7 separate regions of the Mus musculus genome follow, and all the other regions are linked to region 7. A link is a contact called in public HiCAR-type, HiChIP or PLAC-seq, capture Hi-C and promoter capture Hi-C data. All regions are on one chromosome and are shown on one strand. The core of a region is the stretch at or near the end of the contact, and the rest is flanking DNA. Distances in the headings are between cores, read along the strand shown. Region 1 overlaps Bcas3 (breast carcinoma amplified sequence 3). Region 2 holds the start of Appbp2os (amyloid beta precursor protein (cytoplasmic tail) binding protein 2, opposite strand). Region 3 holds the start of Ypel2 (yippee like 2). Region 4 holds the start of Ppm1d (protein phosphatase 1D magnesium-dependent, delta isoform). Region 5 holds the start of Gdpd1 (glycerophosphodiester phosphodiesterase domain containing 1). Region 6 holds the start of Bcas3 (breast carcinoma amplified sequence 3). Region 7 holds the start of Brip1os (BRCA1 interacting protein C-terminal helicase 1, opposite strand).

Evidence for each region. Promoter capture Hi-C pulls out the DNA fragments that hold promoters and counts their contacts. HiCAR-type assays count read pairs that join an accessible place to other places. HiChIP or PLAC-seq counts read pairs in DNA pulled down with a chosen protein or histone mark. Capture Hi-C pulls out chosen DNA fragments and counts their contacts.
Region 1: an H3K27ac HiChIP or PLAC-seq map of differentiating embryonic stem cells shows a contact between it and region 7, with 6 times the contacts expected there. The contact joins the enhancer-like site here to the promoter of Brip1os in region 7. A contact is called at or near these places in 9 of 39 promoter capture datasets (the 3T3-L1 cell line, 3T3-L1-derived adipocytes, the C10 cell line and 4 more) and 11 of 115 datasets of contacts at active chromatin or transcription factors (T-cell acute lymphoblastic leukemia, bone marrow-derived macrophages, craniofacial prominence and 8 more).
Region 2: a HiCAR-type map of astrocytes shows a contact between it and region 7, with 6 times the contacts expected there. The contact joins the promoter of Appbp2os here to the promoter of Brip1os in region 7. A contact is called at or near these places in 4 of 39 promoter capture datasets (hippocampal neurons, liver and pre-B cells), 1 of 484 Hi-C or Micro-C datasets (B cells), 8 of 115 datasets of contacts at active chromatin or transcription factors (acute myeloid leukemia, astrocytes, bone marrow-derived macrophages and 4 more) and 2 of 9 other capture datasets (adipose tissue and liver).
Region 3: a capture Hi-C map of embryonic stem cells shows a contact between it and region 7, with 2.4 times the contacts expected there. The contact joins the promoter of Ypel2 here to the promoter of Brip1os in region 7. A contact is called at or near these places in 1 of 39 promoter capture datasets (pre-B cells), 1 of 484 Hi-C or Micro-C datasets (the G1E-ER4 cell line), 6 of 115 datasets of contacts at active chromatin or transcription factors (bone marrow-derived macrophages, double positive thymocytes, embryonic stem cells and 2 more) and 1 of 9 other capture datasets (embryonic stem cells).
Region 4: a contact with region 7 is called in a promoter capture Hi-C map of second pharyngeal arch cranial neural crest, with 5 times the contacts expected there. The contact joins the promoter of Ppm1d here to the promoter of Brip1os in region 7. A contact is called at or near these places in 11 of 39 promoter capture datasets (the 3T3-L1 cell line, 3T3-L1-derived adipocytes, the C10 cell line and 7 more), 2 of 484 Hi-C or Micro-C datasets (embryonic stem cells and regulatory T cells), 13 of 115 datasets of contacts at active chromatin or transcription factors (the NIH/3T3 cell line, astrocytes, bone marrow-derived macrophages and 9 more) and 3 of 9 other capture datasets (adipose tissue, liver and pancreatic islet).
Region 5: a contact with region 7 is called in a promoter capture Hi-C map of adipose tissue, with 2.3 times the contacts expected there. The contact joins the promoter of Gdpd1 here to the promoter of Brip1os in region 7. A contact is called at or near these places in 1 of 39 promoter capture datasets (liver), 5 of 115 datasets of contacts at active chromatin or transcription factors (bone marrow-derived macrophages, double positive thymocytes, embryonic stem cells and 2 more) and 1 of 9 other capture datasets (adipose tissue).
Region 6: a contact with region 7 is called in a promoter capture Hi-C map of liver, with 5 times the contacts expected there. The contact joins the promoter of Bcas3 here to the promoter of Brip1os in region 7. A contact is called at or near these places in 3 of 39 promoter capture datasets (the C10 cell line, embryonic stem cells and neural stem cells), 4 of 484 Hi-C or Micro-C datasets (B cells, CD4 T cells, embryonic stem cells and 1 more), 22 of 115 datasets of contacts at active chromatin or transcription factors (the NIH/3T3 cell line, astrocytes, bone marrow-derived macrophages and 15 more) and 3 of 9 other capture datasets (adipose tissue, liver and pancreatic islet).

The regions. Positions count from the first base shown.
Region 1 is chr11:85,391,513-85,394,591 of GRCm38.p6, forward strand. The region is part of intron 5 of Bcas3 (breast carcinoma amplified sequence 3); the gene reads left to right. Among named protein-coding and RNA genes, the nearest start is that of Bcas3, 40 kb to the left of the region's middle. Within about 2 kb of position 1,254, at least 96 of the 459 cell types and tissues checked have an H3K27ac peak or open chromatin away from gene starts, as enhancers often do. A contact at or near this core is called in craniofacial prominence, differentiating embryonic stem cells and forebrain, where this site is marked.
Region 2 is chr11:85,233,387-85,236,524 of GRCm38.p6, forward strand. Appbp2os (amyloid beta precursor protein (cytoplasmic tail) binding protein 2, opposite strand) reads left to right here and starts at 1,780. Exons shown (of 4, transcript NR_028329.1): 1 at 1,780-1,946. It overlaps Appbp2 (amyloid beta precursor protein (cytoplasmic tail) binding protein 2), which reads right to left and starts at 1,734. Exons shown (of 13, transcript NM_025825.3): 1 at 1,286-1,734. The coding sequence starts at 1,423.
Region 3 is chr11:86,992,208-86,995,133 of GRCm38.p6, forward strand. It overlaps Ypel2 (yippee like 2), which reads right to left and starts at 1,555. Exons shown (of 5, transcript NM_001005341.3): 1 at 1,385-1,555. Gm51915 (a long non-coding RNA gene) reads left to right here. Exons shown (of 3, transcript XR_003949754.1): 3 at 136-2,130.
Region 4 is chr11:85,309,460-85,312,704 of GRCm38.p6, forward strand. It overlaps Ppm1d (protein phosphatase 1D magnesium-dependent, delta isoform), which reads left to right and starts at 1,795. Exons shown (of 6, transcript NM_016910.3): 1 at 1,795-2,464. The coding sequence starts at 2,014.
Region 5 is chr11:87,072,771-87,075,761 of GRCm38.p6, forward strand. Gdpd1 (glycerophosphodiester phosphodiesterase domain containing 1) reads right to left here and starts at 1,367. Exons shown (of 10, transcript NM_025638.2): 1 at 1,066-1,367. The coding sequence starts at 1,207.
Region 6 is chr11:85,351,535-85,354,524 of GRCm38.p6, forward strand. Bcas3 (breast carcinoma amplified sequence 3) reads left to right here and starts at 1,630. Exons shown (of 24, transcript NM_001166643.1): 1 at 1,630-1,699.
Region 7 is chr11:86,200,098-86,203,104 of GRCm38.p6, forward strand. It overlaps Brip1os (BRCA1 interacting protein C-terminal helicase 1, opposite strand), which reads left to right and starts at 1,263. Exons shown (of 7, transcript NR_130959.1): 1 at 1,263-1,455. Brip1 (BRCA1 interacting protein C-terminal helicase 1) reads right to left here and starts at 1,096. Exons shown (of 20, transcript NM_178309.2): 1 at 1,012-1,096.

The DNA.
Region 1 (3,079 bases), core at 4-2,503, 810 kb before region 7:
GACCAAGAAACACAAGACTTGGGTCTTCTGAGTAAGATCACAGTAATGCTCATCAGCCCAGCTGCCTTTGTTTGGTTTTCGTTTTTTGAGACAAGATTTTGTTCCACAGCCCAGGTTGCCCTTGAAACTGTAATTTCAAAGGTTTCAGCATTCAAGTGCTGGGTTATTGGTGTGTATCATTATGTCCAACTTTCTCTTGTGTTACTGTGGTGGCCAGGAAGCTGGAATTCTGCTGGGTCCAAACTAGAAATGTATTAGAGGCCTGTCAGTGGTGGGATATGTAAAATCATAGTGTTTTCATCCAATGAAAGAAAGACTTGTAATCATATTCATTGACATGAATTAATTTATAATCATAGTAATGTGGAAGAGGTTCTATAAGAGTATACTATATGACCCCAGTTACACTGTGTCCAGTAATGCAAATGTGTGCCCAGTCTTGAAAGTTAAGATTGTGGCTATAACCGGGGAGGGATGTGGCAAGCCTTCTGAAGCCTTGTAACTTTTTGTTGTTTTATTTATTAATTTTTTTGGAGATAGAGTGTCAACTTTTAGTCTGAGCTGGTGTGAAATTTCTTGTATAGGCAAGCTTGGCTTCCAAGATGTGGTCAAGATTCGCCTGCCTCTGCATTTGTTACCAGCCTAATTTTTTTGAGGTGTATGTCAGTAGCATAGATGCTTTATGGAACATTCATTAGCCTGTACATGTATAACTGATGACACGTACATTTTAAATAGAAAGCTGTCTGTCAGTAGAGTTTGCCAAAAAAGTCTTTGGATTCTAGTTCTCTGTCTCTGTAGAGCAGAGCACTGTGTGTGTCCTGGGGCTCACCCGGGATCCATTCTGTTGTCCGTGACACGCCAGGGTTTCAGAGCAGGCTGGCTCTCAGAGGTCTCCCAGATGATTCTGTGTGTGGATCGCTGTCTTTTGCACTGTAATTTCCTTTTCCTTAGGTTGAGTTGTGAGATTCTAAACTTGTATTCCCCAACTCCCTTCCAGTTTGGTATGTAATTTGCATATTTTCACCATGCGAAAGCTATTTTCTATGGTTGGAAAAGATTTTTTTTCCTACAGTGTGAACAAATCATTCTTTGTTCTCCTTATTGTGCCTTCAAACTGGTACGTCCGGTTTATGCCCTAAACAACAAAAGTCTGTCATCAGAAATTAAATGCCAGCAGGACAAAGGCGGAGACCAGGAGGAACTCTGGGAGGGAGCGGCCTCCTGTGTACCCTCCTCTCCAGCCTGGAGTCCTGGGTCCACTCTCTCGTGCCCCTGCTGTTCAGTTTAGAAGTAAGCTTGCAGCTCACTTTTCAGGCCACACGCTCTCCCTCATTGAGATTCTTTGCCATTTTCTAAGATCTTTTTTTCTGGGAAACCCAAAAGTAGTTTTGACTGAGTTAACCTTGTTTTGGTATTTATTTGAAAGCAAAGTTACCCATGAACATGCTGGATGAAAGTATTAGAGGCAGCTGGGAGCCATCCCCGTCTGTGTGCTTTCTGATGTGAAGGCCCTGTCTGGCTATGCCGAGTAGTGCTGTCTGCGCGCAGTGTTGTTCTCATGTAGGATTTTCACGGATGGTTGGAGGGTTCTTTCCCGGGAGGCTGATACTTGCGACTTACGTTCTGCAGTTAGAACTATGCTTCTGATTTCAGCAGCATAGAGTCAGGCGTCTAGGATGTCCCCAGCTCTCTGTGTATGGCACAGTGCCTCCTCCATTCCCTTTCCTAGGCTGTACCTGAGGATTCTAGCTCAGCTCCCCAACTCAGTGCGGGCTCCCGCAGTGAATGTGGGGGTGCATTTTTGTTATCCTCCTGGTTTTTGTTCTCACCTGTTGCTGTACATGTAAAGATGTGTTCAGGTTAGAATAAGGAGGTTGCTTTGTTTTGAAAATTGTTTTATTGTAAAGCTTCATGTGTTTGGATTTTTTCTATGTTTTCTGCTCTAGTGTATTAAATTCAGTGAGGACAAACGTATTGCAATTATGTTGAGAGATCTTAAAACAATAGTATATTGGAGCACAGAGGCTCAGGGTAATAAGATTATATTTTTTAACGTTAGAATTTTGTTAGATCGAGCCACAAATGCCTGCTCAGGCCCATGGAAATGAAAGCACAGAACAGGAGATTTCGTGTTCACATTGTAGTTTGTTATGTGTGTAAATTTCACAAGTGCGATTTTTCATTACCCTTCTTATTACAACTGTAAGTTTTACCTTATTTTTAATTCTATGAAAATAGACTTATTTTTTTATCTTTACTGTATTTTCAAAATGTAATTGCTTACTCAACATTCTCTGCTTTGCCCTTCTTTGTTTATTCTCAAGAGGTGGAGACTCAGAACTTAACAACACATCTTTAATAGAAGTAGGCAATACCATTTCTTAGTCCATTCATATATGTGTGTCTAGAAACCAAAGAAGTGGTACATTTTAAGATTTCAGAAAAATGTTTGATTGCTGCATTGGGTGGAAGATTTCACCAAATAATTTCTTCCAGTTTTTTATTAAACAGTTTCCTTCTTATCTGTTGTTATAAGATGGAGACTTGAGAGCCCCACTGTGTTTTGCTCATGGATTTTGTTACCGAAATGAAAGGCTTGTGGAGCCCTGCAACCCAGGCCTGCTTTCTGACTTCTTAGAGCCTTTGGGTAGGTGGTGCTGTTGTAGCACTGTCTGGGCTGGGGTTCCTCATGGGAATATTTACAGGAAAGGAAAACCCTGCAGCTCACAGCTCTAAAGGGTACATAGGAGAGCCGCGGAAGATGTGAGTTCTTTCTCTCTGTAAGAGCTCCTCTGAATATATGTTTACTTTGGAAGGTTGGCCAGCCCTTTATAATGGATAGATTCTTGGAATTCTAAGCCACTTGTTGAGGAAAGCCTATTAGAAAATCAACAGTGTGAATCTTCTATGAGATACTTCTTTTGTCTATTAGATTTCTTGAGTCTTTAGGACCAGTTTTATAATGTGTACAGTTTTTTATGATGTTGTATATTTTTTCCATCAAACATTGGGTAGTTACTGCAGTGTGTTAGAGACCCTATTAATAACACCTCCCACAGTCAGCCTAGAAAATTGT
Region 2 (3,138 bases), core at 530-3,029, 970 kb before region 7:
CATTTGGAATGGAGGGAGGTTTCCTTCTAAATCGAAAAATTTTAACACATGCTGTCAAGATGAATCTTCTCCAGGTATTTAGGAGAGAAATGAGTTTACCTGTTAAGTAAGGGTTGGTGCAAAGCAGCAGCAGGGTTTATAGACTGCAGTATGTCAGTTGCTAATTCTGAAAGAATGTTCTCAAGCTGGAAAAAGCAGACAATCTCTCTAATAAAACAAACGCCCTAAAACACCGAACAAAGATAAGAATATACAAATCTGCTAAATATCAAATTACACTGCTGGGAGACAACTAACTAATCAAGTAATACTAAAGATCTAAAAATAAAAGCTCTACTGGTCATATTTTGCAAAAGTGGCTACTGGAAACTGAAATTCTCGCTGACTCAAAGCAAGGATCCCTGAATAAGGCCAGTGTTCACACTCAAACGTGGGGGAGAGGAAAAGGGAGGCTCCGAGTCCATAAAGTTCTCCTCCCTCTCAGAACACTGCAAAAATTGTCCACGTCTATGAACACTTACCCTTGAAACTCCTTGGAGAGCAACTTGGGACTTTCTGTGCAGATTTTTGAGAGGGAGCGACGCAAGAATGCTGCAAAATCGCACTTTTCATACACATTGGTATAATTCAGATTTCTACTTCTTGCTTTCAGGGAATTTCACTGCGTCCTTTCTAAAGATCCAGTCTATTACTAATCTATTAGTAAAATTCCCAATTTAACCCAAAGTGTAAACCGAAAAACCAAAACAAACCTAGAAACCACACAAAAAAGCTTTCAAGGATATGCAAATGAAGCCCACAGACCATTTTCATTAAGCCCTAACTAAATCATTTCGGATTGAAAGAAAGGAAAGGGACGAAACTCGGATTAGAGAAGGGAGGGGAAAAAAAAAAGAAAAAGAAAGAAAGCAGTTACTCGGGTAAAGAGGATCGACGAGATGACAAAGTAGGGAGAATTAGGGGTGGAGCGGAACAAAAAAGTCCAGCTGATACAAACACTAGAGAAGACAGAAAATACCCCAGCGACTAGAGGACCGGGTGGGACTCGGCTGGGTCAGGCATTCCCGCAGGCCTACCCTGGGGCCCCTAAGGGGATGGCGGATAGCTCTCACACAAGAACCCCCCCGGGCCGCACAGACCGGGAGGCAGACGCGGGGGTGGCGGCGTATCGGAAAGCGGCCACCGCAGCCGACGCTACCTCGAGAGCTACAGGCCGGGCCGTGGACGTGGAAGGGGGTGCGGCCCAGGAGCAGCGGCGGGGTCCGATAGAACAGATCGCCTGTACCTTGTAGTAAACGTCGAACTGGATATTCTCCGGCAAGGAGCGGATGTCGCGGCGCGAGCGGATGTAGTTGTCCACGACAGCGGAGATGGCGGTGTTGTAGAGCGTCTCCGGGATCCACTCGAGCTCCACGGCCGCCATCTTCCCTCGCTCCTCCTCCGCCTCCTCCCGCAGGCCTCCGCCTCCCTCCGTAGCGAACCCGTGTGAGGCTCCGGAGGCTTCCGAGGGGCGGCGACCACGCGGGCGAGCGGGCGTGCGCGCGCCTCTCGGACCCGGCTGCCGGGCCTCTGCGTGCGCGCGCGGCCTGAGGGCAGATGGTGCTGGCGGTAGCGGCGGTAGCGGCGGCCACGGAAGATCCGGACGAACGCAGACCACGACCGTACCGAGAGCCTCACATTCCCAACAGGAGAGCGAGCCCAGTTCCGTCCAGGCTCTCAGCTCTGCATGGGCGGGGCTGCGTGTGTGCGTCATGACGTCAACGCGCGACGCGCCGACGCGCCCGGGAAGGAATGCGGCAGGCGGAAAACTTGCGGAGAAAGAGCGCGGAGCGTCTGAGGGGCGCTGGGTGCTTGTTCCTAAAGGACGAGACACCGGGGAAGCTGGGCGGTAGTTGGAGTGGTGTTTTATCCAGCGTGCTGTGGCTCTCCAACACAGTCTCGTTTCAGTGAGTTTTTCGACGACAGCCCTCTTCAACTTTAAGAATTGATCTTTTAGATCAACGAACTTTAGGACTGATCTTTTTTTCACAAAAGTGCACAGCACGGACGGGGCATGGTGGTGCACTTGGAATGGATCGCTTGGGAGGCAGAGGCAGGGGTATCTCCTGAGGTCAAGGTCTATGGAGTGAGACCCTGTCTCAAACAAAGAAAATCTATATTGAGGGATGTGGTGGCCCATCACTTTTATCCCAGCACTGCAGAGACAGAGGCAGGTGGATTTCTGTGAGCTCCAGGCCAGCCTGGTCTACAGTGTGAGTTCCAGGCCTGTCCCTCTTGCTCTGGCCCTGTTGTCTCCTGCTCTACTCGCTCAGCCCTAGCTCATAGATTCTTTTTCATTGGGGATGGTTGTGAGCCACCATGTAGTTGCTGGGATTTGAACTCATGACCTCCGGAAGAGCAGTCGGTGCTCTTAATCAACTGAGCCATCTCACCAGCCCCTATCCAATTTTATTTTATTTTAAATTTTGGTTTTTCGAGACAGGGTTTCTCTGTATAGCCCTGGCTGTCTTGGAACTCACTTTGTAGACCAGGCTGGCCTCGAACTCAGAAATCTGCCTACCTCTGCCTCCCGAGTGCTGGGACAATTTTCTTTTTTCTTTTTTTTTAAAAGAAGAAAAATTTGTTTAACATGCCCTGGCTCTCCTAGAACTTTATCTGTAGACCAGGCTAGCCTCAAGTCACAGAGATCTTGCTGCCTCTGCCTCGCTAGTGCTGGGATCAAAGGTAGTTGCCAGCATTTTTTTACTGAGCAATCATTCAAGCCCCGTTTCCCCATTTTTGCATTGAAAAAAAAAAGAATCTATTAAATGTTTTGGCTTGCCTACCAAATTCTTCTAGTAGTCTGAGAATGCATGTCAAACAAATGGAGAAATGCACTTTAAATCCAGTGAAACTGATTAACCATACACACATTTAAACTTCTTCAGTCCTGTGATTTCTTAGGCTATAATTGACAAACCTGGGAAAGCTGTAGTCAGCCTCAAAATAGGGTTGACAGATTTATCAAGTTTAAAAAAAAAACATAGAAACCTCTAAAACACCCTTTGATTGATTGATTGATGATTGATTTTGAGTCAGGGTCCTACTTATGGGCATGGCTGGCCTGGAACAATAACTTGTTAGCTTTGGATTTAAACT
Region 3 (2,926 bases), core at 305-2,804, 790 kb after region 7:
TAAAGAACCCAGTCACTCATCACAGCTCAGTACAAAACCGGGGGTGGGAGCAGTCATAGTTAAGTATGAACCAGTCACAATGAGATATGTGTATGAAAATGTTCTAATAAAGCCATTATTTTTGACAAATTACAGAATTTACAAAATGATGTAAAGAGAGTGAAACTTCCTCAAAGATAAGAATATCAAATGCTAAGAAAGCTGATGGACTGAACTCAGGTAAAACCTACAGCAGTGTGTGCCAAAAGGAAAAGCAACCCAATCTTACTGACCAGATCCTGTAAACCCCCAAACCAGGCAGACTACTGCAGAGCCTCAAGCATGAGGTTTACTGTAATTCCTTTGTGCCTCTAATGTTCTGTAAATGGGGTTCAGAAAAGTAATCCCTAGGCTTGTTGTTCAGTGCTCTGGACAGGGAGCCCATCTTGCGAGAACGAAGACAAGCATGAGGAACAAAAGACTAATAGGACTCCAACTCAGTGGCTCAAAGACCCTCCAACGTGGCAACAACAAATCAACAAGGAAGCCAAAAAGCAGGGCTCCGGCGCATTTGCCATTTCCAGCAGCCGGGCCGTGGAAGGCTAGGCAAACCGGAGGATGCTCGCTCAGCTTTTTAAAAACTGTGGGTAAAAGTGAAGTCAGAGGTGGCAGGCAGTTCTTTGCACGAGGGGTCCAAAGCAACAGTGCTTCCCCCTAAGTGCCAGCCAGGAGACGGGTGTAAGGTTCCACTGTTTCGGAAAAAAAAAAAAATCACCCGAAGGGAGTCAGCAACCAGGCAGGTAAACTTGAAGCAGGAAGAGAGGCAGGAGCCAGCTGCGGGAGGGACTCTCCGCAGAGGCCCCCGCAGCGAGTCTGGCAACAGAGTTCGTGCCCACCCCTTGGCAAGGCCGCAGGGGAGGCGCCGGGAAGCGTCCAGGCAGGAACTCGCTGTGGTTCCCTTGGCTTGGGGCTGCCGAAGCGCTCCGGGGACTTTAGAGGGCGACGTGCCCCAGACCCAACTATCTCAATGGAGACATCGACCATACAGCCGGGTGCCGCCGGGTGCCATCCGTGGGGGGTGGGTCACGCCGAACAAGGGAGGCGTTGGCGCTCAGGTCTCTGGGTCCCCATATTTGCCAGGCGGCTCGTCGCCACCCGCCGAGTCCCGAACCCGGAGCGCGCGCCAGTGTTTGTAAACAAACCGGTCACGTGGCTGCAGCAACCCGTTCCCCGCCCCTAGCACCCCGGGAACCTTCGGGGAGCCCCCTCGGGACCGCGACAGCACCGCCCCAGCCGAGCCCGGCTGCACGCAGCCCAGGAGCCCGACCGTCCCCAGGGCGCACAGCCCGAACTGGAGCGGAATGCGCCCCACGCCCACGCGAGCCCAGCTCGAGATCCCTCATACCTGGCGGTAGGCTGCCCGGTCCGGCCAGCGCCGGGCTCTCCGGAGTGCTTGGCGATGAAGGACTGCACGGCTGACTCTAGCGCTCCCTGCGCGCTCTTAAAGCCACAGTCTCCGCCACCGCCGCCGCCACTGCCGCTCCGCATCCCTCCGAATCCGGGCTGGGGGCTTGCCGGGTGACAGACGCGCCCCCGCGCCTATCCCATCGGCTCAGCACATAGCAACACGCCACTGGTTGGCCCTGCACGGCCGCAGCCCATCCGCCAGGAGCCAATCACTGGAGGACGGAACTCCGCCCCTGCTTTCCCTGCCTCCCGCCCCCAACCCCCACCCGCCCCTCGGCCCTGGCGGGGCGCGCGTGCGAGGAGTGTGGCAAGGTCTGGGTCCCGCCAGTCCTGGCAGCTGGCGGGCAGGGCTGGGAGAAGAGGTGATTAGAGTGGGGGAGCTCTCTGAGATAGGAGCCTGTTTGTCTGGCTTTACTGGGATTCCCAGGACCCGGGGTTATGTTGGGAAGTGGGATTTACAGTGCTTTTGTTTTGAGAACCTAGATAGTAATTCCTCGCTCCACTTTTTAAGCCACTCCTGACCCAGAGCCTAAGTTACTAAAAGTGACCCGCAGAGTTCAAGGCAGGTGTATTTAGTAAGATAGTACCAGTCTCGTCATGCCCACCCATGCCCTGCTCAGAAGCGGAGATTCTCTATTTCCTCTGCCCTGCTCGAAATTTCCTAATTAAAACTAGGAAAGGGTTGTCTGGTGTGTTCGAGTCCCTGGGTTGGATCCCCAGTACTGAGAGTGGAAGAGCATAGAGAAAGACTATAGAGAAACTGGGATCCCTATTGCTAATGGTTAGTGAGGTCTATTAGCAACAGAAAATACAATAAGAGTAGTCAAGGTGACCAAAAGGGAGGAACTGGCATTCTGGGTCAGTGGGGTGGTGCTTTTCAAGGAAGAGAGGGTTAAAAAATAAACTCATGACAGTCGGGAAGTCCAGGGAGGCACCAGGTGGGTGGAGTGGGGCAGAGTCTTCCTACCGGAAAACAGGTCAATTTGATAAAAGAATTTCTGCGGGGGGGGGGGCGGGGGAGACACGGCAGACCCACCCTTTTTTCTAAGACACTGGGATTCTGAATGGTGTTGGGGCAAAATACATGTTTTCATTGCTATTTTAGAAGAGAAAAAAACACAAGGTAATTGGACAAGGTGGTTCTCTGCTTTATAGCCCAATTATAACCCAAGGCTTGGGAAGTGTTAGAAGTTTAAGGTCATTCTTGGTTAGATCGGTCCAAGCTAGCCAGGTTACTGAAAAAGAGAAAAAAAAAAAGTTCATGCGGGGTTGGGGTGCTGAAGGAGGCCCAGGAACCTTTGGTCTCCTATCTGGCAGCAGTTTACACACAAACCCAGGCTGGTATTTGGGTAGATCCCCGGGTGACTCAAAAACGTCACCTGTCACTCCACCCAGCTGTTTTTAATACATATGCAATCAACTAAATTGTCTTCAGTGAATGTACATCGCATGGTTAGGGATGAAAAAAAGTCCCAACGTT
Region 4 (3,245 bases), core at 545-3,044, 890 kb before region 7:
GGGATCTGCAACCCTATAGGTGGAACAACATTATGAACTAACCAGTACCCCAGAGCTCTTGACTCTAGCTGCATATGTATCAAAAGATGGCATAGTCGGCCATCACTGGAAAGAGAGGCCCATTGGACACGCAAACTTTATATGCCCCAGTACAGGGGAACGCCAGGGCCAAAAAGGGGGAGTGGGTGCGTAGGGGAGTGGGGGTGGGTGGGTAGGGGGACTTTTGGTATAGCATTGGAAATGTAAATGAGCTAAATACCTAATAAAAAATGGGGAAAAAAAACTGTTAAAGGGACCGGGGAGATAGATGGTGGTTGGAAGCACTGGCTGGATTTCCAGAGGACCCAGGTTCAATTTTCAGCACCTACAAGGCAGCTCACAACTGTATGTAACTTCTGTTCCAGGAAATCTGACTCCCTCACACATACAGGCAAAACACCAATGTACATAAAAAAAAAGTAATTAAAAAAAGTTAAGGCCCAGTTATTTCAGAATGCTGTTTTAGGGGAGTGGAGAGATGGCTCAGTGGTTAAGAGCCTGCACTGCTTTTTGGTTTGGAGCGCCTATCTGGCTCACAACCACCTGTAACTCCAGTTGTAGGCGGAGGGTTGGGACTCCACACAACATCCACAGAGATACACACATAATGAAAATGAAATAAATATTTAATGACAATTTTAAAAGGAATTGTCTTGGGAGGTATAGAAACTGTTGTTGAAAGGCAGGCCAGCATAAAGCCTTTCCTTGTTGTTTGCATTTCCCATGCTGCTGTAAATAAGTTTCCATTACGCTTTTTGTGAAATCTCAAAGGCTGTACAGAAAATAATAAAGGAACACGTTGACTCCCTCAAAAGAATATGGTGCTAAGAAAATATTAAGTTGATCACTCGAGAACTTATTTCAATTTCGTGGAAATCAGTCTAAAAGCATTCATTTTGTTGTTGGGACTGTCAACTTCTGTGAACGGAGGGAAATAACCGTGTCTTTAGGGCATGGAGATCCTGTTGTATGCTCCTTTTCCAAACGGTAACTTAGATTCTGCAGTAATAGCTGTATTCAAGACGAGTCCGAAAAAGTATTAACGACGCTGAAAAGAGGAAGAAATATGCAAAATACTTAAAAAAAAAAAAGGGCTGTAAAGTGTTAGGAATTAAACTCGCCGACAGGTCTCCGACCTAACGTTATCGCGGAAAACAGGGCTGTGCAACTGGCGGTGGAAAATTCCAAGTCTTCTTAAGTAAACCCGACTGCTTCCCTTAACTCCCAGCCGGACAAGTCCCACCCAAGCCAGTTCACGCGTGCTACGCTGGTCTAGCGCACGGACCAACGACTTTGCAGGGCATTTTCGCGCCATTTCGCTTGAAATAAGTGGAAGGTCAAGTCTACCTTTGACCTCTGCAAATTTTCCACAATCGCGGGAGGCAAAACTGGCTCTGCAAAAGGACCAAAGGGGAAAAGCCAGAAGTCTCACGTTAGGGATTTAAGGGGAAAAAAAGATGACAGGTTGAGGCTTCAGCCGCTTAGTAACAGCGGAAAACCCCCAGGGTACAGAAGCCCTAGGCTGGAGAAAACAAACCGGGCAAGGAGCGCGCTCCCCCGGTCGGCGGGCCGAGCGAGATCAGCGGTTGCAGAGAGATGCGGGGGTGGAAGGAGGGCGGGGGCGAGCTTGCTCTTCTTGACTCCTGATTGGTCTGTCTCAGCGAGCCGAGTGACGTCATCAGGAGAAAGGGGGGGAAAGAACGTCTGATTTGTATGGTGGGCGCGGGCGGGCGGGGAGCGAGTTCAGTGCGCAGGCGCAGCTGCTCGGCTCCTCTCGCCCGCGACTCGACCGGCCCAGCTCTCGCGGACAAGTCCCGACATCACGCGCCCCCCCCCACCGCCGCGGGGACCGCCTCCTCTTCACTCTCGGCTTCGTCGAAGATAAACAATAGTTGGCCGGCGAGCGGCGAGTGTGTCTCCCGCCTCGGAATTCGGCGGGCTGCGTGGGAACGGCGGGATCCCGGGCAGCCGGCCATGGCGGGGCTGTACTCGCTGGGAGTGAGCGTCTTCTCGGACCAGGGCGGGAGGAAGTACATGGAGGACGTAACTCAGATCGTGGTGGAGCCCGAGCCGGCTGCGGAGGACAAGCCGGCGCCGGTACCGCGGCGGGCGCTCGGGTTGCCGGCGACCCCCACTCTCGCCGGCGTCGGGCCATCGGAAAAAGGCCCGGCGGCGGCCCGCGACCCTGCCCCGGACGCCGCGGCCTCGCTACCCGCTGGCCGCTGCTGTCGCCGCCGCTCTTCGGTGGCCTTCTTTGCAGTGTGCGACGGGCACGGCGGTCGGGAGGCGGCACAGTTTGCCCGGGAGCACTTGTGGGGTTTCATCAAGAAGCAGAAAGGCTTCACCTCGTCCGAGCCCGCCAAGGTGTGCGCTGCCATCCGCAAAGGTTTCCTCGCCTGTCACCTCGCCATGTGGAAGAAACTGGGTAAGTTCCCCGCCCGCCTCTTTTTTTCTTTTCTCCCCTTATCCCCCTGGGCTTTTTATAGCATCAGCACCGCGTGGGCCTCCCCGGTACCAAGAGCGCTATCCATCAAGCGACGCTGTCCAACAAGGGATGCGAGTGAAGACTGTCATGGTTGGAGTTCTAGGCACACCGAGTGGCCTCGGAAACGCTAGGATGGCTTGTCTCCCAGCAACCGCTCCTTGCATTATCTCCTCCCTCCTACGATCAGGGGGCAACAGTCTCCCCTCTCCCTTCGCTAATTCACTTTGGTAGCAGCACGCTCAGAAGTGTTTGAATGCCGGCGCCAGATTGTAACCGAGGGATAAATTTAAGAAACGTTTCTACACGGGCTAGGTGAAAGAAGCAGGAGGTGGCAAGAATTGGAGCGTTCCCTTAGCATCTGTCATAATTTTGTTCTTGTTGGGCTTGTTCCTCTTGGTTGCCTCCTACCGGTGGTGTCACTTCTTCAGATTGACCTGAATGGCTCTGGCTCGATGTAAGTCAATTTAGAAGGGCTGAAGTGTAACATAGGCAACTTACTTTTGTGATAGTGTTTTGGGGTAATCCCTTGAATTGTTTATGAGAAAGGTGTGCAACGTGTTAAATATTAAATTGGCTCCATGTTAGGGGCATGTGTTAACTTCTTGGTGTGTGTGTGTGGGATACTTAGAATTGCATTCAGTTTTCCAAAAGTTCATACTGAAAAGCACTCATGTCACTACTCATCAAAGTAGTTTTTGGTAACAGGTATTTTAATTCCTAA
Region 5 (2,991 bases), core at 117-2,616, 870 kb after region 7:
AGATGGCTCAGTGGGTAAGAGCACCCGACTGCTCTTCCGAAGGTCCAGAGTTCAAATCCCAGCAACCACATGGTGGCTCACAACCATCTGTAAAGAGATCTGATTCCCTCTTCTGGAGTGTCTGAAGACAGCTACAGTGTACTTACATATAATAAATAAATAAATCTTTAAAAAAAAAATTAAAACTATTACTTATAAAAAAAAAAAAATTGAAATGTCCTGAAGCCACATTATTGAACAGCAGTGAAGAAGCAAAGATGTGGCCTGTTATAGTAAATTAGAAGGCGGAGCGGACTCGCTTCAACCCTTATATACTTGATATTGTATAAAAGCAATATACTTTTGCAAGAGAAACATCTTTAAAAAAATACTGACTGATCATAAGCTAAATATTTTAGTCTTTTAGAAGCCCACCAACCATTGCTGGGGTAATGTTCAAAAATCAAAGTAAAACAACAACCCAGGTGCTAGGTTTTGGAATCCTTAGAACCAGAACTCTCCAAGTTGCTTGTGCCACTTCAGTCCACACTCTGTGACCTTGGAAAATGTCCCTGGTTTGGAGACATTTCTCTCCAGAGCTCAATTACAAACGCGTGGAGCGTGGCATCGCAGACTCCTCAGCTCTCGCTCCAGGTACTCGCAGATCCTCAGCTCTGCCGGAGCCCAAGCTCTTCCCCACGGACTCAGCCACCAGCCTATTCCAAGCAGTCTGTCCGTTCCTACTTCCCCCTGCGGGTGTCTCCTGGATCTGCACCGGCTTTGTGCCAGGCTGCCAAGAAGGGACCTCCCGATCATCCCTCCATCGGCCGAGGAACGCCCCACTTCTGTCTCTCATCCTGCGCTTCTCCTCCTCACAGAAGCCCTGTCACCCTAGCTCCCCAGAGACGCCCACCAGGACTGGGACACGAGACCCCTTTCCTTCCCTCCCCTCCGGACCACTCATCTGAGGAAGCCCTCCAGTTCCAGGAGCCCATTCTTCGTCAGCCTCTCCAGAATCCCCATCCTCTACCTCCTGCTAGGAAGCCTCCCCCATCCCCGCCATCGGGTTCTGGGGACCCCTCTCACCTCCGCGGTGAGAGATGTGCCTACTGAGGAATCGCTGTTTCTTTCTCTGGTGCAGCAACGCTGGGTATTTAAGCAACAAGAACGAGGTGACCAAATATCCCCCCAGAGTAGAGAGAAGGCAAAAAGCCGCGGTGGACGACATCCTCGGTCACCGCCTTCTGGGCCTGAGACCCCGACTGTGCTGTGATGGTAGCAACGGCCGCAGCGCCGGCAGCTGCTCGAGGTCTGCTCGCCCTCAGCCGGTGCCCTCGGCGTAGCGCACTTGTTCGTGCGGACTCAGCACGCAGGCGCAGCCCGACCCCAGCGCCCGAGCAACAAAGGGGCTCAGATACGCAGGCGCGCTACGGCGCGGAGCGTTGGGCGTCTGGCAGCTGTGGTCCCACGCGCAGGTGCTTCGAAGAAGACCCCGAGGCAAGAGGTTGGAAACTTGCCAGTGGTTTTATTTGTTTGGATTTGTTTGGGCAGTCCCTAAGCCGAAAACGCTCTCAAGCCAGGATAGCCTTCGGGGAAAATCTGACGTAACTGGGAAATGTGCATCAAAGGAGGATTCCAGGCCAGGTCCTAGTCCTTTCTGTGGGAAAAGCGAAGAATTGTTACTGATACCTCGAACTCGTAGCCTAGTTGGTTAGATCGTACGGGATTCAAGCCCCAGTACAAAATAAACATGAATAAAGAAACTGACCACTAAGTCCTTTCCTATAAAGACTGGCAACTAACTTTTCCATTTTTCTTTTTCATCTCCTACCTTACAAACTAGAAATACAGTAGGAACCACGTTTTATGGGGGCAGGGTCTTGGTTTTGTGAGATAGGATCTACTTAGCCCAGTCCGGGCTTGAATTCACTATATACCAGAGGATAGAGTCTTCGACTTCAGGTTCTTCTACCTCAGCCTCCAGAGTGTTGGGATGGTAGGCAAGCCCAGCTGTGGATCGTATTTTATGCAAAGTAATTAGCCACAAAGGCTGTGGCTGTGGCTCAGTTGTAAAGCACTTTCCAAGCACATTCAAGGTTTGGATTTGTTTATTGAGACAGGGTGTCTCACTGTGTTGACTGTGTGCTGGCCTCTTGATTCACAGAGACCAGTTTGCCTCTGCCTTCTAAGTATTGGGATTCTTTTCTTTCCCTTTTCTCCTCTCTCCCTTCCTCTCTCCGTTCTCTCTCCCTCCCTTCCTGTCTCCTCCCCCCCGGCCCCCCCCCCCCTTAGAGACTGGGTCTCACTATGTACCGAGGCTGATCTGGAACTCGCTATGACAATAGGGCTAGAGATCCACTTGCGTCTGCCTTCCCTTAAGGCCAGGGGTTTGAGTCCCAGGACAATTGCAACAACAGGCAGACTCACAGTATTGAGCTCCGGCTGGCTTCAAACTCCTAAGGGTGAAGCAGTCTTTTGGTTTCATCCAGCTCATTAGCTGGAACTGCAGGCAAGGGTTGCTGCACCCGATCCTATCTCGTTTATTTATTTTTTATGCATTTACTTATTTCCTGTGTAGTGTATGTGTGTGCACGTGTAAAGGCAGAGGACAACCTAAGGAGACCTAAGGTGGCAGCTCCTTTTCCCACTAAGCCATCTTGCTGGGTCAAGTGGCAGCTTTTGGAAAGGTGGTAAACACTCTATTTCACAAACATTGGGACTAAAATATCTAATCCTGTCAGGACACTATTTTAAATGTATCTGGGAAAATAGGATCAATTACAATACACTACATTGGGTCTCAACTTATTTTGCACTTATCTAATTGATAGCATAATCACAATTGGTGATTGTCATATGCTGGGGAAAGTTACTATAGATTGGTGAGATTTAGCAAATTATTTCATAGAATAGGTATTTAATTAAAGAACATTTAAGTCAGGCCTGAGGGTACAGGTCTGTAATCCCAGCAACTCTGGAGGTTGAGGCAGTAGGATTGTAAAATCTAGGTCT
Region 6 (2,990 bases), core at 380-2,879, 850 kb before region 7:
TCCTGGAGTCTATAAAAAATCAGGCAGGGCAAGCCATGAGTAGTAAGCCAGTAAGCAGTACTTTTTCTAGGCCTTTTTACAGCTCCTGTCTCAAGGTTTCTGCCTGGTTTAAATTTCTGTCTTGGCTTCCCTCAGTGGACTTAGGATCTGTATGTCAAATAAAGCCTTTCTTCAACAAGTTTTTTGTTTGTTTATTTTTTCGAGACAGGGTTTCTCTGTGTAGCTCTGGCTGTCCTGGAACTCACTCTGTAGACCAGGCTGGCCTCGAACTCAGAAATCTGCCTTCCTCTGCCTCCCAAGTGCTCGGAGTTCGGAGTGCCCCACCATTGCCCAGCCAGCGAGTTTCTTTTGGTCTTGGTGTTTCGTCACAGCAATAGAAACCCTAACTAAGACATATGGCCATGGAAATGAGTTTTTTTGGCCTTGACCACGACCTCCAGCTAACTCTTGACACTGATGACATGCCTAAAAAGTCTACTTTAACCTGTATGATAGGCAAAGGTACTTTTACGAATTCCTTGTTGGTCATACCTAGCCGCCTAGTCCACATCTAGGCAGGAGCATCATGTCCAAATTCCAGGCCCGTTTATTATTTTTAAAAGAATTATATCTTATTAAAAAAGATTTTTTGGAAGGGACAGTGTTTTCAAACTTGGTGGCACTGGACTGGCTTAGAACTTGTTATGTACACCAGTGCTGGGAATATAGGGAATATAGTGCATGTGTTACTGGAATCCCATAAAAAGAGATTTTGGTACAGGTTACTAGGTGCTCAGGGGAAAGATATATGGGAAAGCTAGGAGTGTGATTGTGGGTTTCTTTAAGCAAGAGCTCCCGGCCTACGACTACTTGAGACTCCATGAACCCTTAAGACGTATCCAATGCCATCTTGCAAAGCCCCAGGTAGTCTTCTTAGACTCTCTATGGATCCCTATATTGTGCAACAAGTTCCCCCTTCCAAAGTCTGGGGCCTCTCCATTTCCAGATGTTCACGAACATCCATTCCTATGACAGTAACCATTAAGGACTCCAACAAAATTTCTTACAGGCCCCCTTATTCAGAGCAAGACGTACTCAGCAGGGGACTGAACACGGACTGCCAGCCTAGACTCCCGGAAGGTAAACACAGCGCCGCGGGCGGGGTGGAGGGCGGGCTCGGGCAGCCTGAGTGGTCAGGTAAAAGTGATTGGCAGCTGCCACGTCCACGTGCTTTTAGCTTCAAATCAGCTGTCGCGAGAATTCGATGTAAACACACCAGTATACCTGGCTTCGGGCTCCTCGCTGGAGACTTCTGGCTGAGGTCCGCAGGTATTTGGTGCATGTAGCGTTTCCTTAAAACAGAAAATCCACCAAGGTGCCTCTTCCAGGCCCGCAGACACGCCTGCCTTTTCTCCCCTGCCGCCTGCATTCACAACCGAACCTGACCCACCCGCTTCACCCGAACTTCCATACTGTTGTGTTTTCCCTCCAGCCCCAGCGGATTGGATGGATTCTGAAGGCGGGTCCGCCTCTTTCCTACTCGCTGGTTGGCGAAGCTGACCTCCAAGGGCGGTGCCGCGCCGGGGCCAGTTTGCTCCTGGGATTGGCTGATGCGGTGGTTCCGCCGAGGCGTGGTAGGAAGTGCTAGCCGTCAATCACGAGGGAGACTCCAAACAGTGAGCCTGAAGCTGGAGAACAGCGTTTACCGGCGGAGCGGCCGGTGAGAGGGCTGGCGGGTCTTTGGCTTAGGGGAGGTTTGGAGAGGGAAAGGGACAGGCAGCATGAGGAAACAGGGCTTGACCAGCCCCAGTTGACGGGGAAAGGTGCTGAAACTGGAGGAGAGCTGGGCAAGAGGCCAGAGGGCGGCCGGGGGCAGTGGTGGTAGGGCTTTGGAGGTGAAGTGTGGAGTGTTGTTCCCGTGACTTTGGGGAGAGTGGGGCCCGAGGGGCTTTCGAGGAGCTGTTCTCAAGTGACAAGGCCTTTAAAGGACAGAGGTGGGGAGACTGGTTCGGGTAATAGAGGGTGGAATGAAGATGAGAGTACTGAGGGGTCTGGTGAAAGGTACTGCCTAAGAAAGGGGTAGCTGGACTAGTTGGGACAATGGGTTGTTTGGGTTGTATAGGAATGTGGGGATCAACAGTTTGGGGTTTTTCAAATGAGGTGGTACAGTGAACCCTTCTTAAAAGTGATGCTTTTAGGCTGTGGGCTTTCCTGAGCCTTGTAAGACATCTTTAGTTCTGTTGCCAGTCCCCCTTTAACCATAATGAAGCAGACTCTGTACTCTCCAAACCACCTCTATGATTCAGAAACTCATTAGATAGTCAAGGTCTGGGACTTACTTAGACTGTGGGAAAATCCAGAGGCTCCTTATATTATACGAGTTTATATTCCAAATTTGTTTACACGCTGGTGATTACGTTACAATAGCTGGAGGTTAAAATATTATTTAAATGTGGCTACACAGTTTTATCTGTCCTCAACAGATTTATCTGAAGGCAGAGTGGTATCCTGTTACGTGTATTTGTTCTGAGGCTCACATGGGCCATCTGGTCTTTATATGGCTGTGCCCTTAAGGTTGACTTTGAACTCCTGATCCTCCTGCCTCTGCCTCTCAGGCATGCATATGCATCACCACCTGTGACCAGCTTTTTAAATTATTATTATTATTATTATTATTATTATATTTTTAAAAATAAAATACTAAGAATCTCAGGCTTACATTGCCCTTGAACTCAAGGCAATTTCCTTGCCTCAGCCTCCTGGGAACTGGAACTGCTGGTATGTTATGTCCCACTGAGCTTTATATTTGCATTTCTTTATTTTTCTTTTTTTAAAGATTTATTTATTTTTATATATGTAAGTACACTGTCGCTGTCTTCAGATATACCAGAAGAGCGCTTCATAACCCATTACAGATGGTTGTGAGCCACCATGTGGTTGCTGGGAATTGAACTCAGGACCTGTGGAAGAGCAGTCAGTGCTCTTAACCCCTGAACCATCTCTTCAGCCCT
Region 7 (3,007 bases), core at 13-2,512:
AATTTCGACAGTGGTGAGAAAATCTGGTAAACTCAGTCTGTGAATGGAGATGGTTAAGACAGAAGGTACAACAGGTCATGAAGTCAATAACTTTAACCACAGCTTCTGTGCTCCAAAAAACCCACCACTCTTAAGTTATTTTTCATTTCTAAATATTGTTCTGTCAGACAAGACCTGCATAAAATCAAGCCAAGGAGACCTGTCAACATCCCATCAGGCAGTACTAATTGGACTCATTGGGTGGGAGGGGCGTGTGAAGGGGTCCCGAAGCAGTGTGAAGGATGTACTGGGGATAGGTCAAGATACTTTGTATATATGCATAAACTATCAAAGAATAAATAAAAGATATTGTTAGAAAAAGTATCCAATCACTGATTTTTATCTGTAAACCTCTGAGGTTTAATGGACTCTAACAGCTTATTCTGAAGCAAAAACTCAATATTGTGTTACTAAAATTAATCGAGATGGCAATCTATGCCTGAAGCTGTGGCAACATTCCTCTCAAAACTCATCAGACAATCACACTTCCGGATGTGGTGGCGCAATTCTTCTGGCCCCCAACAATCTCTGGTGGATCTCTGTACGATCGATCGAGGGCAGCCAGGTCTGCACTCCGAGTTCCAGCCCAGCCAGAGCTGGAGGGTGAGACCCTGTCTCTTTAAGAGAAGGGGGGGGGGGGGGCGGGTTAACAAATCTGTAGCCCTTCCAGAAGTACCGCGGAAGCTGGGGCTACCTCCAGCCTGCGTTCACAGAATGTAAGGACAGGCTCCCTGGCCCTCAGCTTTCCTTCCCCAAGCTCCTAGTTCTCACATGTCCACGGGGAGCCACACCATAGAGCCCGAGAGCCCGCCGGCGCCAGCCTGCAGGAGCCCGTCCCCTCCCCGCGCCCTCCTTTCCATTTGCCCACGGCTGGCTCCCGCTCCCAGAGAAAAGGAACGGCTGACGTTTGACAGAAGGCAACGCGGAGCCGACCTACAAGGAAAGCTCGCGAGTACGAAAGTCCTCCCTCACCGGCTGTTCCGACGCTGCCAGGTACCAAGGTACAGCCACTCCTCCCTCTCCAGGCTGCACTCCGCAGCGCCACACAGATGAATTCGCGCCTCCCGCCCCTCGGTTCCCAGTCAGCCAATCACACAGCCAGACCGGAAAAGGAAACAGCCAATCATCGTACGAGGCCAACGCTATACCGCCCAATGGGAGCCCGCGAAGTAAAATCAACCCTCGAGTACTTGGCGGGACCGGAAGACGAGCACCGCCCCTCCCCCAAACCCCACCCCGCGAAAAAGACTGGGACAAGTTCCGCACATTTGCTTGAAGGAAAAAAAAAAATTCTTGTACTGTGAGACTTTAAGAAGCACAAAATGGGCGTTAGACGGGTCTTACATTTGGTGCATTGACCGGGAATCGTCCTGCTGGCGGGTCCAGTGACAGGAGACCGGAGGATTGTTCGAGCAGGTACCGCGGCTGTGTCTCTTTGTGTCCGCCCTTGGCGTGCGTCTATTCCGCGCGTCTATTCCGTCTGTTCCCTCTATTTTGAGTCGGCTGCAAGTCAGTTTGGTTTCGGTTTGCAAAGGAGTTGTCTGCCGGGGGTTGCCAGAAGCGACCTTAACGCTGCGGTAACGAAGAGTCCTGGAGGACGCTCCAGACTCTCAGAGTGGGAAGTCGGATCCGATCCGCGAGATCCGGGAGGGCTCGACTTCATCTGGGGGTCAGTGGCAAAGAGACCACTACCAAGTTATTCAGTGTATCTTCTGTGGCGCTCGTGGCAGGGGCGCGTTGGTATTTTACTTTCTGTTTTTCTTTTTGTGTGTGGACTGGGACTGACGTTATTTTTGGACAGAATGGGACACTGACCTTCCACCCCTCCGAGTTTTACTCTAGAACATTGGAGGGAGGTTAAGACTAGAGCTCACAATCTCTCAGTAAATGTGAAGAAAAATAAATGGTTTACTTTTTGCTCGTCAGAGTGGCCCACCTTTCAGATTGGATGGCCTCCTGAGGGTTCTTTCTCACTGCCTCTTATATTGTCCGTCAAGAGGTGCATTTTTGGTGCTGGCTCGAAGAGCCACCCTAATCAGGTCCCATATATCATAGTGTGGGAAGATTTAGTCACCGATCCCCCTCCTTGTGTTCGCCCGGTTCCTCTTCAGGACCAATGGCTGTGCCAATCTTCGCCCTTCAGGATAGGCCCAAGAAAGATGTTCTCCCCACCACGGATACTGATCTTCTTCTTTATCTCCCTCCCCTTTATCCTCTCTCTCTCTCTCTCTCTCTCTCTCTCTCTCTCTCTCTCTCTCTCTCTCTCTCCTCATGCAGCTCAAGCTGCAGGGCCTTTGGCCCCGCCCATTCCGCCTGGAGAATCAGGGGGACTCGCCATCCTCCTCCCTCCCCAGGTCAGAGGGACCTGCTCAGGAGACTCAGAGACAGTGGAGGCAACTCCTGAGGGTGCCCATATTCTGCCCCTCCCGGCCTATGGTCCCCGGATGAACAAGGTCATCAGCCTTTCAGTATTGGCCGTTTTCCTCCAATGACTTATATAACTGGAAAACTCATAACCCCTCATTTTCTGAGAATCCACAAGGTCTAATTAACTTAATTGAATCACTTCTCCCATCAGCCCACATGGGAAGATAGTCAGCAACTGCTTCAGGTTCTCTTTACCACAGAGGAAAAGCAGCGAATCCTTGAGGCTAGGATACATGTCCCGGGGTCAGGTGGGCGCCCTTCCCTCCTGCCAGGGAATATTGATGCAGGCTTCCCATTGACCAGACCGAACTGGGACTTCAACACCCCTAAAGGTAGGGAGCACCTGAAGGTCCACCGCCAGGCTCTGATGGCAGGTCTCAAAGGGTCAGCACACTGCCCCACCAATTTGACTAAGGTAAGGGAAGTGGTACAGGGGCTGAATGAGTCTCCCTCTGCCTTCCTAGAGAGACTCATGGAGGCCTTTCGCCAGTTTACCCACTATGATCCTAGCAGTGAAGAGCATAAGGCAACAGTTACTGTT